2 separate regions of the Zea mays genome follow, and region 1 is linked to region 2. A link is a contact called in public Hi-C data. All regions are on one chromosome and are shown on one strand. The core of a region is the stretch at or near the end of the contact, and the rest is flanking DNA. Distances in the headings are between cores, read along the strand shown.

What was found. A called contact is a pair of places that touch in the nucleus more often than the background predicts.
Region 1: a contact with region 2 is called in a Hi-C map of ear, with 2.8 times the contacts expected there. The contact joins the promoter of LOC103629655 here to the promoter of LOC100136826 in region 2. A contact is called at or near these places in 6 of 25 Hi-C or Micro-C datasets (ear, leaf, tassel and 1 more).

What each region holds. Positions count from the first base shown.
Region 1 is chr6:102,896,117-102,898,876 of Zm-B73-REFERENCE-NAM-5.0, forward strand. It overlaps LOC103629655 (molybdenum cofactor sulfurase), which reads left to right and starts at 1,397. Exons shown (of 22, transcript XM_020539337.2): 1 at 1,397-1,705. The coding sequence starts at 1,594.
Region 2 is chr6:102,706,339-102,709,465 of Zm-B73-REFERENCE-NAM-5.0, forward strand. LOC100136826 (phosphatidylinositol synthase 2) reads right to left here and starts at 1,842. Exons shown (of 11, transcript NM_001371768.1): 1 at 1,540-1,842.

The DNA.
Region 1 (2,760 bases), core at 147-2,646, 190 kb after region 2:
GATCCGCTCCGAGACGTGAAGACCCATCGAGGCCACGTCGGGGTCGATAGCCTCGTCCTCTCCCCACGCCATGGTCGGAGCGTTGCGGGGGAGGAAGGCGTCGATGTCGGGAGGGTGGGGATTGCGGCGAGCGGGGGGGGGGGGGGGATTGCGGCGCAGGGGCGGGTGGATCGCGGCGGGCGGGCTGGCGGGCGTTGGGAGGCGGGCAGTCTACATTATAGTCTTAATAGTTAGTAGAGATATGTGCCTTTTCGCGCCTCTATATGGGCCATTTCGTGCCTGCCTTAAACGGGTCGTGCTCGTGCCCGCCCATGGGCTGCGACCTCGGTCCAAACCCGACCCGATATATCAGGCCGTGCCGGCCCGGCACTAAATTATTTCGGGTCGTGCCGTGTCTAGACTGTGTTTTTTTTTCGTGCTTCGGGCCGGTCCATCAGGCCCGACCCAAATGTACACCTATGGGATGGGAGGAGTGGTGGGGGAAAGAGTGTGCCGGTCTGCTTCCCACGCCATTGCTGACGCTTGCAGAAGCTCCGTACGGCCGTGTCGCCCTCCATTGACCATGGAGGTGTGAAATCTTGCGTGAGCCCTTACGCATCTTCGAGCCTTCCACAGTTCCACCTCCCGCCTGCTGGACCCTAGGCTTTCTTGCCCCACGCCGTATCCACCAGCACGAGTGGAGAAACTGAAGCACGATCCCGACCACTTCAGAACCCGATTTGGTGGCCACCTCCGTGTAAGGGGCTGGTAGTCAGCGCCCCGACTTTAGTCCCACATCGGCTAGCCAAGGGGGCCGTGGGCAGCTTAAAAAAGGGAGAGTCCCCCTCCTCTCATCAGCCTGGCTTTTGGGATGTGAGTGGTGGGCTCTCTTGGCTGGGCCAGCCCACGAGCGCATGAACGCCCGAAGCTGTCGAGTGTGGGCTGGGCCGGGGGTTGGACGCTGACATCTGGTATCAGAGCCCGGTTTGGCCCATGCCTGCCTTGGGGGGGGGTTCCCAAGGGGGTGGGATGTAAGGGGCTGGTAGTCAGCGCCCCGGCTTTAGTCCCACATCGGCTAGCCAAGGGGGCCGTGGGCAGCTTAAAAGGGAGAGTCTCCCTCCTCCCATCAGCCTGGCTTTTGGGATGTGAGTGGTGGGCTCTCTTGGCTGGGCCGGCCCACGAGCGCATGAACGCCCGAAGCTGTCGAGTGTGGCGATGGTGGGCTTTGGGCGGACTGGCCCAGTGGGTGCGTTACAATTGGTATCGGAGCCTACATTGCCGCTGCTGCCTGGGAGAGCTTTGGGCCTCTTAGGGGGGTGGGATGTAAGGGACCGGTATGCACGCCCTGGGTTAGTACCACCTCGCCTAGCCAAGGGGGCCGTGTTGCACTTATAAGGGCGGGCCTCCCTTCTCTCTCAGCTTAGGTTTTGAGAGCGAGGTGCCCGGGCGGACTGGCCCAGTGGGTGCGTTACACTCCGATTTCGCTAGTACTTAATCCCAGTTACATCAACAAGAATTGCTCCTCTAAGTTCTATTGGAGCGTAATCTGATCGGTTTGGGTCGGTTCGAGAACTTGAGATTGCGATTTGGGAGTTGCGGGAGAGAAAGGAAGAGATGGGCCAGAGCAAGGCGGAGTTTTTGGAGCAGTTCGGTGGGGACTACGGTTACCCGGACGCGCCCAGGGGCATCGACGATCTGCGGGCCGCCGAGTTCAAGCGGCTGGAAGGTGTGATTTCGCGTCCTTCTCAATTCATACGCGAAAACTTGAAATTGAATTTGTTGGTTCCTGTAAAAATGAAGACAGCTATTTAATGTTTGGGTTAATTATGTCCGTGCCATTATAATTTTCTACGTTTTGATATGTGCCACTAAATTTCTTAAGCTTGTAAATATGCCATGAAATTTCTAATCAACTCTTAAATACACCATTTTGTTGAATCAGACGTAACTCTTAAATAAGAACACATTTTCGTATTTCCTTTTTTACCCTTGTTCAAAGTAAACCCAGCAGAAACGTTGCTACGAACGCAGCCATTTTGTGACTTTTCGTCTCTCCAAACATGCGCTCCGTAACCCTAGCAGCCGCCACCGGAGCTGCACGCCCATCGTAGCTGCGCTCCACTCCTCGCTAGAGCTGCACAGTTGATGTACTGACAAACAAAGGTAAAAAAGGAAATCCGAAAATACGTGTGCCGGTGGTACTTCAGATTGTGTATTTCAGAGTTGAATAGAAGTTTAATGGTATATGTGCAATCTTAAGAAGTTTAGTGACACATATCAAAACGTAGAAAATTATAATGACACAGATATAATTAACCATTAATGTTTTTGTCATACTCATTCGCATACACTCCTTTATTGGGAATTTTGAGTTTTGTTGTTGTGGCTAAGAGAGGAGTGACGCCAATTTTGCATTTTGCGGACGTGACTGAGAGCATGCTTGATTAGGATGAGAGGATAATCTTAGGCCTTGTTGGATTCCGATTAGGCCTAGGACTAAAGTTTAGTCCTAGAACTAAAGTTTAATCTCTATTTTGGCTCCAAGACTAAACAGGTTCAGAACACATTAAATGCATTATCGAAAGACTGAAATACCCCTTGTATGCATAAGACGTCACATAGAGAGAGAGAGACGGCAATAAATGAAGGGCAGGAAGAAATAAATCCGCTGTAGTCACGTTTAGCTACCCTTTGAGAGACTAAAGACTAAAGCAAAAAGGATTAAACATGACTAAAAACCAAGGACTAAAGATTAGTTCCTGAAGCCATACGGGACCTTAA
Region 2 (3,127 bases), core at 592-3,091:
TCACTTCAATGTTCAAGGGTTAAAGAAAACACAAACTTGTAAACGTAAGAGCCGTTAGTTGCAAAACACCTTGTTCTCCACCACACAGCTAAACAACGCAAACAAGATATGGTCACTGACAAAAAAAAGTAGATAAAAGATAATGGAAACTTTTATTAAATCATACCCAAGGTATTATTTGCCCACATTTCTTGCATTATACTTCATTTATCCAAGTCCAGATTAATCCCACACCTGCCAGTTCCCAGTTGTAAGCTAAACAGATTAAGCCAAATGAACTCTATTCTTTTCACTAAGATGCAGTAAACTCCAGCTAATTAAATTGGTGCTAACCTACAATAGGTGCTCACCTCCCTTCCTGCTGTATAAGATTCAACATAAATATTGGTGTTGTGTCAATATATTCATTTTCGGGCATCCTCATATCATTTTTAACTACTTTCTGGGTAGAAGTTTTAAAACACTAGAGAACAAAGCAGCCATGTAGATGGAGGTTGACACAAAAAGAGGCTACAAAAATTACTCAATAACTAACACGATATCACATCGTCAGTTGTGATTATGAATTATATTTTAACGATAGGTATTCAATCTCTCTATTCGGCAACACCTTAAAAAGATGTGCTTCAAAATTTTGACAAGTGGATTGCAGGCTTAGATAATTTTTGGAACACAACATTGCTCCAAAAAGTTTTTCTGAAGAAAAGGTATCAATCTGCAGTTTGGTAAGTGAGTCTGAATCTGCAGCACCAAGGACTTCAAGAATTAGTCTGAACCTGCACTTACAGTTCCAAGGGTCTTCTCAATTCTTAATAATATTACATTTTTAAAGAATAATCGAATATATATTGAGTCTGTGACATAGATTCAGTCGCCGTAACACCCTTTGCTGTTTTCCCACTTAAGTTAGTTAAGGAGATGAATGGATGGAAATTACGTAGTGAATGTATGATAAGTCCAGGGACTCCGGGCTACATGTTAAAAGACACACTTGGCTACTTGAGCTCTGTATTGCCATGAAGAAATCTTACTGACGGGTGCTTTCATCTGAGTTTTACTCTAGATCAACACAATGTTTTGAAATGGACGCCTAACTCATATCAGTCGCTGAGAACTTGATATTACAACATTCCTTATCACATAATACTACTATAGTATGCCGCAATTTCTTATGTGACAAACGAATAGCAAATGAAAGCAAAATAGAGCTACAAAGCCACGGCATCAACTAACACCAATAGAATCGGCAAAATAGCCAACCCTTTCCATGATTAAAAACAGGAGCAACATATCCCGCATGGATCCATCTGAGAAATATATGCCAGTGCTTTTATCCCCAGATAAGGCATGAGAACGCTGAACGCAGTACAATCCCATCAAATCCAGAATAACACGAGACTACCGAACGAACCTGATACCATCTAGCGGATCGAGGCGAACCCCGCGAGATCCAAGCAAGCCGAACCCGATTCGAGCCCGCGGCGGTGCAGATTCCGATGGAATAAGGCGGAGCGGAGCGACGGGATGAAAGCTACTCACTAAATCCTTTCTCTATGAGGTAACTGAAGGTGTGGCCGTCGCAGTTGTAGGTGAACTTGTTGCTGGCGGGGAGCTTCTGCAGCCACTGGGCGGCAATGGTGGTGAAGTCACCGTGAAATCGACGTACTAGGCCAACACCACGGTGCTCCGCGCCACGAACGTACAATATCGTAAGCGAGCTGGGGGCGGACGGTGGCCCGCAGGCGGTGACCGCGAGTCGTTAGGCGGGCGGCCGGCCGGCGGGAGGCGGGGATGTGCGGTGGGTGGGCAGCGCGATACGCAGGCAGGTGTGGGGATTTTGTGTGGCGGCCCGGTGTGAGGTATCAGGGACGAGAAATTTGGAATTCTGCCTAGTAGCCTTCGCGATTTTACAATCTTTGAGAGTTTTCGTCTAAATTTCATTATAAAACGGTCCTTTATAAATATTTCGCACACAATATAATGCTTTATATTAATCGAAAGAAATAATGCATATTTATATGGACATTGAGGGCAGACACAACGAGGGCTTAGAGACTGTTTGGTTGGGCTGTGACTGTGAAAAAAAATTGTTGTTGGCTTTGATATGTGGAAAAAAGCTGATGTAGCCTGTGAGCTGTTAAAAAAATAAAAACTGTTTGATACAAACCACTAAAAATCGTTAAAAGTTCTTTGATATATGTATTCTTGGCTCAGGTACCTTGTCCAGAGGGCCTCCACACCGACTTAGAAATCTTAGCAGGTTGCTTTGTATTAAGTGTATTCTGTGAAAACCACATAGTGGATCCCTAGTCATTCACTTCGATAGTGTTTAAGGGTCCGTACAACCCAGGCTAGATGGGATACATGGCTTGTGGGTAAAGTTTTACCACCTCTGCAGAGTGTAAAACTGAAATGTCAGTCGTGCTCACGGTTAAGAGCAACCTGGACCCTCACATGATAATTGAACATAAAGATGGAGAATAAATCGTGATCCGATGATTCACAAATGGTTTGCTTAAGTGATTTCACTTAAGTGTTTTTGATATAATCTTATGTTATTGTTTAATTGGGATATTTGGGATACACTTATTAGTAAGACAGGTGTTGCTAATAAAATGTTGACCAACTAAAATGCTTACCGCTTAACCTTAGCCTTACCTTGTTAAACTTCATTGATTTTCCCCCACTTGTTGAGCCCCGACCATAAGTGAGCTCACCCTTGCTAATATTTTGATCAGTGTGATGAAGAAGACCTTGATGGAGATTTCGATGAATACTGAGTCTAACGATGCGTCGATCATCTTCCTGTGGGAGATTACCCATGTTATTTCCTCTATACTTTGATGATACTGTTTAAGATACTATTGTCTGGATGTTGTAATAAAGATTATTCTCTTTACGCCTTTATTGTATTGTCTTTTGATATATTACACTTGTGACGTCAACATATGTGTCGAAAATGGATCTTGACACATATATGCTATGCATTCGGTTTTGCCCCCAGAACCGGATGTGACAGAAGTGGTATCAAAACTATGATGACCCTAGGTCGTTAGACTAGTTAGAAATGGAAAGCCTAGTCTGTTCAAAACTTGCTAATTTCGTTCTTATAAAATTATTTTATTAG